Linked DNA regions of Sus scrofa: all the other regions are linked to region 2. The links are chromatin contacts, called in public Hi-C maps. All regions are on one chromosome and are shown on one strand. The core of a region is the stretch at or near the end of the contact, and the rest is flanking DNA. Distances in the headings are between cores, read along the strand shown.

What was found. Hi-C and Micro-C count contacts between places; a contact is called where the count stands out from the background.
Region 1: a contact with region 2 is called in a Hi-C map of omental adipose tissue, with 2.2 times the contacts expected there. The contact joins two enhancer-like sites. A contact is called at or near these places in 1 of 5 promoter capture datasets (liver), 7 of 47 Hi-C or Micro-C datasets (embryonic fibroblasts, epiblast stem cells, liver and 4 more) and 1 of 2 datasets of contacts at active chromatin or transcription factors (skeletal muscle).
Region 3: a contact with region 2 is called in a Hi-C map of retroperitoneal adipose tissue, with 5 times the contacts expected there. The contact joins two enhancer-like sites. A contact is called at or near these places in 2 of 5 promoter capture datasets (fetal skeletal muscle and liver), 26 of 47 Hi-C or Micro-C datasets (adipocytes, adipose tissue, alveolar macrophages and 17 more) and 2 of 2 datasets of contacts at active chromatin or transcription factors (alveolar macrophages and skeletal muscle).

What each region holds. Positions count from the first base shown.
Region 1 is chr10:28,696,451-28,699,994 of Sscrofa11.1, reverse strand. No RefSeq gene overlaps it. Among named protein-coding and RNA genes, the nearest start is that of GAS1, 190 kb to the right of the region's middle. Within about 2 kb of position 2,279, at least 1 of the 83 cell types and tissues checked has an H3K27ac peak or open chromatin away from gene starts, as enhancers often do. A contact at or near this core is called in omental adipose tissue, where this site is marked.
Region 2 is chr10:28,102,093-28,105,637 of Sscrofa11.1, reverse strand. No RefSeq gene overlaps it. Among named protein-coding and RNA genes, the nearest start is that of TRNAD-GUC, 120 kb to the left of the region's middle. Within about 2 kb of position 1,592, at least 8 of the 83 cell types and tissues checked have an H3K27ac peak or open chromatin away from gene starts, as enhancers often do. A contact at or near this core is called in omental adipose tissue and retroperitoneal adipose tissue, where this site is marked.
Region 3 is chr10:28,961,910-28,965,404 of Sscrofa11.1, reverse strand. No RefSeq gene overlaps it. Among named protein-coding and RNA genes, the nearest start is that of ZCCHC6, 32 kb to the left of the region's middle. Within about 2 kb of position 1,289, at least 7 of the 83 cell types and tissues checked have an H3K27ac peak or open chromatin away from gene starts, as enhancers often do. A contact at or near this core is called in omental adipose tissue and retroperitoneal adipose tissue, where this site is marked.

The sequences.
Region 1 (3,544 bases), core at 1,030-3,529, 590 kb before region 2:
GATCTGTTCTCTATGCCTGTGAGTCTGTTTCTATTTCACAGATAAGTCCATTTGTGTCATATTTTAGATTCCACATATAGGTGGTATCATATGGTATCTGTCTTTCTCTTTCTGACTTATTTCACTTAGTATGAGAATCTCTAGGTCTATTACTTAGAGTTTTTTTTGTTTGTTTTTTGTGGGTTTTTTTTTTTTGTGTGTGTGTGTTTTTTTTTAGAGCTGCACCTAGGTATATGGAAGTTCCCAGGCTCGGGGTCTAATTGGAGCTACAGCTGCCAGCCTATGCCACAGCCACAGCAATGCCAGATCTGAGCCTCATCTATGTCTTATACCACAGCTCAAGGCAATGCAAGATCCCCAACCCACTAGCGAGGCCAGAGATCGAACCCACAACCCCATGGTTCCTAGTCAGATTTGTTTCCACTGTGCCAAAATGGGAACTCCTAGAGCTTTTTTAATGAAAAGTAAATGTGGTGGAATCTGAAAAAAAGGACTGAATGAACTTCTTTACAGAACAGATACCGACTCACAGACTTTGAAAAACTTATGGTTTCCATAGAAGACAGTTCGGGGGGTGGGGGGATGCACTGGGGTTGTGGGATGGAAATCCTATAAAATTGGATTGTGATGATCATTGCACAACTATAAATGTAATAAATTCATTGAGTAATAAAAAAATAAAAAAAAGAAAAGTAAATATGCCTCAAAGAGCACTAAGCATATCTAATGCCTGGATCTTGGTTTCTAATACCATTTTCTAATAAAAAGAAGCAGGACTCCTCGGATAAATGGTTAATTCTAGGACTGGTGCAGGAAATATATAAGATTGGCCTTGAGCATTTTGTAATGACAGAAAGTAAGGAAGCACTCAAACAAGACAAAACAAAATAGCATAGTAACGGGGGTCTGTCAAAGGAACACAAGAACCAAATGAAAGGGCCAAAGCTGGAACAATTTCAGCAACAAAATAAACACAATACTATAGGGTTATAATCCAAAGTGTAAAATAAATATCCATGAGTCCATTCTGACATCAGTAAATGATCAAATCAAAAATAAATGAGGAAGAAGAGACAAATTTCAGGTGCAGAAGCATTGTCAATAATTTATGTCACAATATAATCATTGACGAGGCAGACTATAACCCTTCCCTTCTGAAGTATGGGCTGCAGCACGTAGTGACTTCCTTCCAAAGGGGACAGTATGGAAAGGGGACAGTAAAACTCTCATTGTAAGAGCTTTACAAGGAGAAACCTGAAAAATCACTACTTCAGCCTGTAAAGTAACGGGATGGAGAGGGACGGATGGAGAGAAAGAAAGAGAGAATAAGAAAGAGGAGGGAGAGAAGGAGGAGGAGGAGAAGAAGAATAAGAAGAGGAAGAAGAAGAAGGAGGAGAAGAAGAAGGAGGAGGAGGAGATGAAGGAGGAGGAGGAGAAGGAGGAAGAGAGGGAGGGGAAGAAGGGGGAGGAGGATCCAGAGAAAAAGAGAAAAGAAGAAAGGTGTGGCTGCAAAATGAAGATGTGTCGCTGGACTTCAGCAAAGTGTGGGTGACCCAGAGGCATTTTCCATTGGCCAAAGGTAAGTTCAAGGCCCTCTCTGATGTGTTGTCCTGGCCACTTTGGCCTTTCCGGTCAAACATGTAACTTGAATGGTTTAGAGTGATCCTTCGAAAAGCTATAAATTACTTCCATTCTGCTCAGTCTAGCACTGGGTAGTGAAATCCTTTGTCTTCTTAACTAAGACCCTGCTTGGCAAGGTACCATCATCTTGTACCACATTTACATAAATCTCTGGGGATGAGCTCTAGAGATAGTCATTTTTGCCTTGGTTTTTTTTTTTTTTTTTTTTTTTTTTAAGGTTTTTAGGGCTGCACCCTTGGCATATGGAAGTTCCCAGGCTAGGGGTTGAAATTGGAGCTACAGCTGCTGCCCTTCTACCCCACAGCCACAGCAACGCAGGATCTGAGCCATGTCTGTGACCTACACCACAGCTCACAGCAATGCCAGATCCCTGACCCACTGAGTGAGGCCAGGGATCAAACCCGCATCCTCATGGATACCATCTGCTGTGCCATGATAGGAACTCCCTATATATAATTTTATGCTGTGTTTCACCTGGGCTGGGTATGTCAAAGACCCATGCCTACCCCTCATAGCTCGGGAGGGAGTGGAGCCTTGGGGGACATGTCCAGTGGCTGCTGTGGACTATTCTCCAACATTGAGGCTTGAAAGGTTAAGGGAGGATCCATGTCTGTCTCATATGTGCTGGTGGCTGCCTCGCTGGGCCAGCCCAACAGCAGACTTAGAAGGGATGAGAGAAGCTGGTCTCTCATAGACTGAGGGCTGGGGTAGCCAGGGATTCTTCTGTAATGTTGTGGAGGAGGGAAGGGAGCACAAATACTGATAGCAGACGTCCTCCTGGTCACTTAGGTAGGAACCTGGAATGGGACTTTTGTGCTCTGGAAGATAAGAAAGTGGTCTCTCTCTTACACTCAAGTGTTGTGGGGAAAAATTCATAGTCATGGCATATCTATCTACCTATCTATCTATCTAGCTATCTATCTTTCATCTATCTAATCCTAGAGTATTTTTAAATTATTTCATGTCATTGGTCTTACATCTGCTAAGTTCTTGCAGAGGCTGAGATCACTTTTTATTTTATTTTATTTTATTATTTTATTTTCCCACTGTACAGCAAGGGGATCAAGTTATCCTTACATGTATACATTACAATTACATTTTTTCCCCACCCTTTGTTCTGTTGCAACATGAGTATCTAGACAAAGTTCTCAATGTGAGATCACTTCTTATCCTCCCATATTCCTTTCTTCTAGGCTCATAATAGTTGCCTTGGAGGACATGTATGGCCTTTGATGCTTGTAGTATCTTGAAAGCCTGTTAAAGATGATTAAAATATTCTTGGAGTTCCTGTCATGGCTCAGTGGTTAACTAATCCGACTAGGAACCATGAGGTTGTGGGTTCGATCCCTGGCCTTGCTCAGTGGGTTAAGGATCTGGCATTGCCATGAGCTGTGGTGTGGGTTGCAGACACGGCTCGGATCCTGCATTACTGTGGCTGTGGTGTAGGCTGGAGGCTATAGCTCTGATTCGACCCCTGGCCTGAGAACTTCCATATGCCATGGCAGAGGCCCAAGAAATGGCAAAAAGACAAAAAAAAAAAAGATTAAAATATTCTTCAATTTCCCAGCTATTTTAACAAGAAGAACTAACCTAATAGCACAGCCAAAGGACACCCTGCTAGTCCCAGCAGCTGGCACGGGGGTCCCCACCTTGCCCTGAACTGAGGATGGCAGGTGATTGGCACTCATTCTGGGGAGAAGCCAGCTGCCTTGCCCACCAACACCTGCCTGCCCCCTGCCCCATGACATTCATGCTCATGAGGTGGAGAGGTTTGTCCAATATTCGCCTTTAGAAAATACACTGCCTCGCAGGAGTCCCTGTTGTGGCTCAGCGGTAACGAGCCTGACTAGTAAGCATGAGGATGCAGATTTGATCCCTGGCCTTGTTCAGTGGGTTAAGGATC
Region 2 (3,545 bases), core at 343-2,842:
CTTAACCCTCTGAGCAAGGCCAGGCATCAAACCTGCAACATCGTGGTTCTTAGTCGGATTCGTTTCTGCTGCACCATGACGGGAACTCCCAGACAGTCTCTTTATTTTAACATAGTCAGATGTCCTTTTATGTGTTTTTCTTGTAAGGCCTGAACATAAAGCAGGGCCTTAGCCACCCCCCAAACCCCAAACAAGGGAAGCTCGGGGTTTGTCTGGAAAAACAGACCAATCTCCTGTCTGACCCTTAATAGTAAGAGGACCCCAAAATCCCATAGGGACAGTTTCTTCACCTGTAAAAAAGTGCCCAGAACCATGCACTTTTCCCAGATTCTCCCCAGTCATTGACATAAAGACAGGGGTGGGAATTGGGGTTCCCCTGTTTTCCTGCACTGACCTCCCCACCCGCTTTCTAAGGGTCTAAATCAAACCCCTTATCCCCTCACCTCCCACATTATTTTGAAACCAAATTCAATTAACCTTGAGCTCAGGAGTTCCCATCGTGGCTCAGCCGGTTAAGAACCCGACTAGTGTTCATGAGAACGCGGGTCTGATCCCTGGCCTCGCTCAGTGGGTTAAGGATGCGGCGTTGCCAGGAGCTGTGGTGTAGGTCACAGATGCAGCTCAGATTCCGCGTTGCTGTGGCTGTGGCGTAGACCTGCAGCTACAGCTCTGATTTGATCCCTAGCCTGGGAACCTCCATATGCTGTGGGTGCGGCCCTCAAAAGACAAATAAATAAATAATGAAATAAACAAGGTTGAGTTCAAAAAAAAAAACAAAAAACATGGTTTCAGGACAACCAAGGACTTTAAAGTTTCTGACCTTGCCTCGGGCCGTGTGACAAGTACACTAGAGTGGCCCCCGGGGGGTAATTTTGTAGACAGTCTCGGCTCTCTGCTGTGCTCTCCAATCCCCTCTGTGTGCTTGTGGCTGCACCAACCCTGCTCCTGGGGCCTTCGCTCACTCCCCAGAACCCCAGTTCCTTTGGAACTTATCAAGAGAGGTGGGTTCTCTAGGCATGATTCTCAGCTGAACCCCCATCCTCTCTGGGACCTGGCTGAAAGGGGGGCCCTGAAGCCCTACTCTCCTGGGCTCCCTTTGGCCTGGAACTCCTGTCTGGGTACTCAAGCTCTTCAGCCAAGTTAGGTCAAACTGGGATAAAAGACAGGTCACTCTCTTTGCACTATTCAGCCAGAAAGCCGAGCAGTTGACCACAACGCGAAGCCTGACCTTGAATTCCCATCGTGGGACCTCAGTTCAGCAGTAACGAACCCGACTAGTACCCATGAGGACTCGGGTTCGACCCCTGGCCTCGCTCAGCAGGTTAAAGGATCCTGCATTGCTGCAAGCTATGGTGTAGGTGGAAGACACAGCTTGGATCCTATGTTGCTGTGGCTGTGGCGCAGGCCAGCATCTGCAGCTCTGATTCCACCCCTGGCCTGGGAACCTCCCTATGCTGTGGGCGCATCCCTAAAAAGACAAAAAAAAAAAAAAAAAAAAAAAAAAAAAAAAAAAAACAGCACAGGAGAGGTTCCAGAAAGGCTTCTAAACAAACAACTGACAGATCCGGAAACAGGCAGATCTTCAACAGCCAGTGTCATTTTTTATAGCACCTTGAAGTTAAAATGATGTTTAATTATGTGAATGAATGAATTCCTGTTTTACAAGTGAGTCCCAAACATCGGTTTTATTCCCAAGTAACATTCAATGCGCTTTATAACAAACTTTTCACAGAACCAAGGAAAAGAAATGACTCACAATCATAATAAAGTTGGGTCCTCTCCCTTCCCTTGGCAAAGCAGATCGTCTCCGTAAGTCAGTTTTTCTAAATTACCGTGTGTGTGCGTATTTTTTCTTAGCCAAGAAAATAATCTCAAGAGAACACAGCTATGGGTCCCAGTGTCTCCAAGGACAACGGAACATGAGTCTCAGGTTCCGTGTTAGAAATTTTTTCTCAGAAGAGTCTTAAGAGATTTTTGCTGCTCTCTTTGGGGTTATGCATGATTCATTTGCTTTTTTCATCTCCCATATTTTGTGTGTTGACTATCGTGTGACCAAAATCCATTTTAAGTCAGGGGAAACTGGCTTAGCTGTTTAACTTTGGGGATTTCTCTATGAGACCTCTTTTATCACCAGGTAAATTAGGGCCCATGTATCATCAAAGCCAAGAAAACATGGCAAAGCCAGAGTATTTAAAAACAGCTGCAAAACTGGGAATTAAAAAGGGGGGGGGAGCAGAAAACTTTTAAAGACAGTCCAGGAAGATGAGGCAAGTTTGGAATTTTTTTTTTTTTTTTTTGTCTTTTTGCCTTTTCTAGGGCCGCTCCCGCGGAATATGGGGGTTCCCAGGCTAGGGGTCCAGTTGGAGCTGTAGCCACCGGCCTACACCACAGCCACAGCAATGCAGGATCTGAGACACATCTGCAACCAACACCACAGCTCGCAGCAATGCCGTATCCTTAACCCACTGAGCAAGGCCAGGGATCGAACCTGCAACCTCAAGGCTCCTAGTTGAATTCATTAACCACTGCGCCATGACAGGAACTCCTGGAAATGTTAATAAAATATGGAGAAGTGAAACCATAACGAAGTTCAATGTTGTACAACACAACGTGTTTTTCTCTGAAACTGCATTTCTTCTTTTTGCTTGTTGGTTTTTGGGGTTTCGGTTTTTTTGTTTTTTTTTGGTCTCACCCACGGCATGTATAAGTTCCTGGGCCAGGGATAAGACCCGAGCCACAGCAACGACACAGGCTGCTGCTGTGTTAACGCCAGATCCATAACCCACCGCACCCGCCATAACAGTATTCCTGAAACGGCATTCCTTTGGTTTGTTTGTTTGGGATTTATTTTTGGCTGTGCCTGCAGCATGTGGAAGTTCCCAGGCCAGGGATCAAACTCCCACCACAGCAGCCATCCAGGCCAGTGCAGTGACAACACCAGATCCTTAACCTGCTGCACCATAAGAGAACTCCTAAAACTGCATTTCTGATGCTCATATGCACGTCATCTGGGTCAAAACGTCCTGCTACTCTCCCCATTGTTATCCATAAAGACTTTTCCCAAAGTTCCCAATATTAAGATATATTTAGGAGTTCCTGTTGTGGCTCAGCAGTAATGAACCCAACTAGTAACCATGAGGCAGGTTCAAAATCTGGCCTCACTCACTGGGTTAGCCATCCAGCATTGCTGTGAGCTGTGGTGTAGGTTGCAGACGTGGCTTGGGCGTGGCATTGCTGTGGCTGTCGTGTAGGCAGCTGTAGCTGCAGCTGTAGCTCCGACTTGACCCCTAGCCTGGGAACTTCTATATGCCGCTGGTGCAGCCCTAAAAGCTATCTAGATAGATGGATGGATGGATGGATGATAGATAGATAGATAGATAGATAGATAGATAGATAGATAGATAGATAGATAGATAGATAGAAAGAATATGTTTAAAACAAGTTCATCTGTTTTCTCTTGACAGTGGTGGTATCTTTCTGCAACTGTTAGGAAAACCACCTTCTCTTCTTTGACTTTTCTCTCTGGGTCTCCAGGGAAAACGCCC
Region 3 (3,495 bases), core at 40-2,539, 860 kb before region 2:
CATAGCATCACTTCTATAGTATTCCTGCCAAAATGTCTATTTGGAATGCCATCAAAAAGAAACATCGGGAGAACCCAAGTTGAGTGATGTTAATAAAATATCAGACAAATATTAAATGTCATGAAGAGCAAAGAATATTGGAAGAAATGTTTGAGATTAAAGAAGACCAGAGACACACAACTGAATACCATGTGCAATTCTGGATCAGATTTTTGTATTAAACAAATTCTATTATTGGGACAGTTGACAAAACTTAAAAATGGACTGCTGGTAAAATGTAGGTATAGTGTCAGTGTTAAATTTCCTCATTTGTAGTTATGTAAGAGATCCTCCTTGTTCTTAGAAAACACGCTGATGTGTTATGGGGCAAAGAGGCAAGATATATGCAACCTATTTTCAAATGAGTTGGGGAGTAAGAATTCTCTATAAACAAATGCATAAATAATATATAAATAATATATATCAGTAAGGCTGTATAGGAGTTTGCTGTACTATCCTTGAAAGTTTTTTGTAAGTTTGAACTTATTTCAAAATTAGAAAACCTCTATTAAGTAAGGCAAACAAAGGAAAAAAATAGATACAGCACTTCATAAAATTAAAAAATTAGCTTAAGATTTTTTTTTGCAGAACTGTATGTAGAAACAATAAAACTGTATTAAAATAAAAGAAGGAATGATGGTCAGGATTTGTCATGGTGGTCACCATGGGTGGGGGAGCCAGGGGATGGAGTAAAAGGCTACCAAAGCTTTTGCTGTAGGATTTTGTAAGATTCCCCCATTTTTTTTCAGTGGTTGTTAGATTCACTAGTGCTTGCTACATTACTAAAGGAAATAATTAGAAAAAACATGAACCAACTAAAAGAAGGCCATGCATGGAACCTGCTGGAATGATCATGAAACATAACACCATAATTAATCTATTTGTTTGCATCTGAGGTCAATTAAAAATCAAAGAAGGACAGAAAGTGAAAGAAAAAGGGAGGAGGGCAGAGGAACGGAGAGAAACAGATAAATCAAGGAGCAGGGAAAGGAAGGGATACAGGGTGTTTTGAAGGAAAAGAAAAATAAATCTGAAGAAAATAAACTAAAACAATGGATGAGAAAAGACTCAGCCTATTTCTGAGGGAAGAGAAGAATGGATTGGAAGAAGCCGACAGGATAAGAAACGGGAATGCTGAGGCAGAAGAAAAGCTTAAATGGTATTTGTGAACCACAAGAGGGACACTCTGTCTCCACAGAAGAGTGTCAGCCAAAGGGCCAGATTCCAGGAAAGGGTGATGTGGTTAAACAACACACCAAGGTTTGGCCTAACAGAAGGCTGACACTCAGCCAGCTGGGCTTTTCCAAAAACTTGGAGAGTTGTGGTCACTTCTGGTTTCTTCAATACTCCAAGCTATTAATTAGGAGGAACCGCTAGTTTAACCTGTGGCCATAATCACCTAGGACGGGGGCTTATGCCCAGATGCTTGTTGAAGGTAATTGAAGGCCTTCCTCTGGGAGCTGCCATCTTGCTTTAGCCTCTGGTGCCCAGCGTAGGAGTAGTGCATGCTGGGAGCACGCAAGGGAAACTGGGAATTATGCAAAGTGCGGATGCATTTATCAAGGAAACTTGCCACTGCTAATGATTGTCCTGTCGCCTCTGGGTGCTTAGTGATAACCGATCAAGGAATGACTGGCCTTGGCAGCTCTAACATTGCCAGGATACTTTGGAAATACTCAAGCAGGCTTAAAAGTGAATAGCATTGAGAACTATGTCTAGATACTCATGTTGCAACAGAACAAAGGGTGGGGGAAAAAATGTAATTGTAATGTATACATGTAAGGATAACCTGACCCCCTTGCTGTACAGTGGGAAAATAAAAAAAAAAAAAAAAAAAAGATTTCGGCAATAAAAAAAAAAAAAGTTTATTCTTTCCTCTCTTTTGCTCTGTGACCTTTGGATACGAAACGAACCAAAGAAAATGCCTCTGTGGGGTTGGGGTGATTCCCGCTTGCCAGGTAGTTGGTCTGCCCTCGTTGGGGGGAAAACAAAGACTTCTCTGATTTGGCTCCTGTTTCACTAGCCTTTTCTGTGCTGCACCTCATCTTGGAGCTGTTCCTGTTATGCTGAGCTAATCACAGCCTCCTGAACAGACGATGCTTTCCTCTTCTCTCTCCCTCTCTCTGTTTGGAGTGACCTATTTCCCTATTTCTCTCAACCTGAGGAATGAATAAAAATTTTTTAAGTTAAATAGGAGTTCTCGTCGTGGTGCAGTGGTTAATGAATCCGACTAGGAACCATGAGGTTGCAGTTCGGACCCTGGCCTTGCTCAGTGGGTTAATGATCCGGCGTTGCCGTGAGCTGTGGTGTGTAGGTCGCAGACGCGGCTCGGATCCTGCGTTGCTGTGGCTCTGGCATAGGCCGGTGGCTACAGCTCTGATTCGACCCCTAGCCTGGGAACCTCCATATGCCGTGGGAGGGGCCCAAGAAATAGCAAAAAGATTTTTTTTTTTTAAGTTAAATAAATGCTCTGTTCTAGTGGTACTTCTTTCATAAAACCTTCTCGGATATCCCGTGCCCCTGCTCCATCCCACATACACACAGTGTCTCTTACCCCTTGGGAACCCCTGTCATGTCCTTTGGATGTCTTTTCAGAGCCTGAGAGCACTTCACTGCATTGATTTGTTTACATGCCTTTCTTCTACTTTGTCCTCTGAAGGCAGAGCATTAAAATCAGTGCTCAGTGAATATCAAGCAGCTCTATGAATGAATAATACAGCCATGTAAATGCTCAATACACTTCAAGTCACACAGCCTTAGAAGATGGTTACTGTTACCATTAATTCTGTCCTTACAGATGAGGAAAACAAGGCTCAGAGAGGTTAAGTTACTCATCCAAGACCATATGTTGTTAAGTCATAGAGGTTGGATTTAACTTAGAAGTCTGGCTCCAGATTCCTCCCAGGAGAGGGTGGCCTCCTGGACAATCATGAGTTACAGGTGGATCAAGATGTTGAGCATTTCTACCCAGTGTTTTTCCAGGCTCAATGTAATCACGATGCAGTGTTTAACAGTGGTGAAATCTAAGACGTTGGCTTTGCCTCAAGGAGTATTTTTTTTTTTTTTTTTTTTTTTTTTTTTTTTTGTCTTTTTAGGGCCATGCCTGCGGCATATGGAGATTCCCAGGCTAGGGGTCAAATTGGAGCTGTAGTTGCTGACCTACACCACAGCAACGCTAGATCTGAGCCAAGTCTGGAACCTACACCACAGCTCATGGCAGCGCTGGATCCTTAACCTGCTGAGCGAGGCCAGGGATCAAACTTGTGTCCTCATGGATACTAGTCAGATTCATTTCCACTGAGCCACAGCGGGAACTCCTGCCTCAAGGAGTTTGAACTCCTTGAGTAACTCCAGCTAATATTTGGAGCATTTCATGAACAATGCAAAATAATATGGACTCATATACATGTGTATTTTTGGTACTTTTACATACAAGGCATCTTGCTATAAATTGTG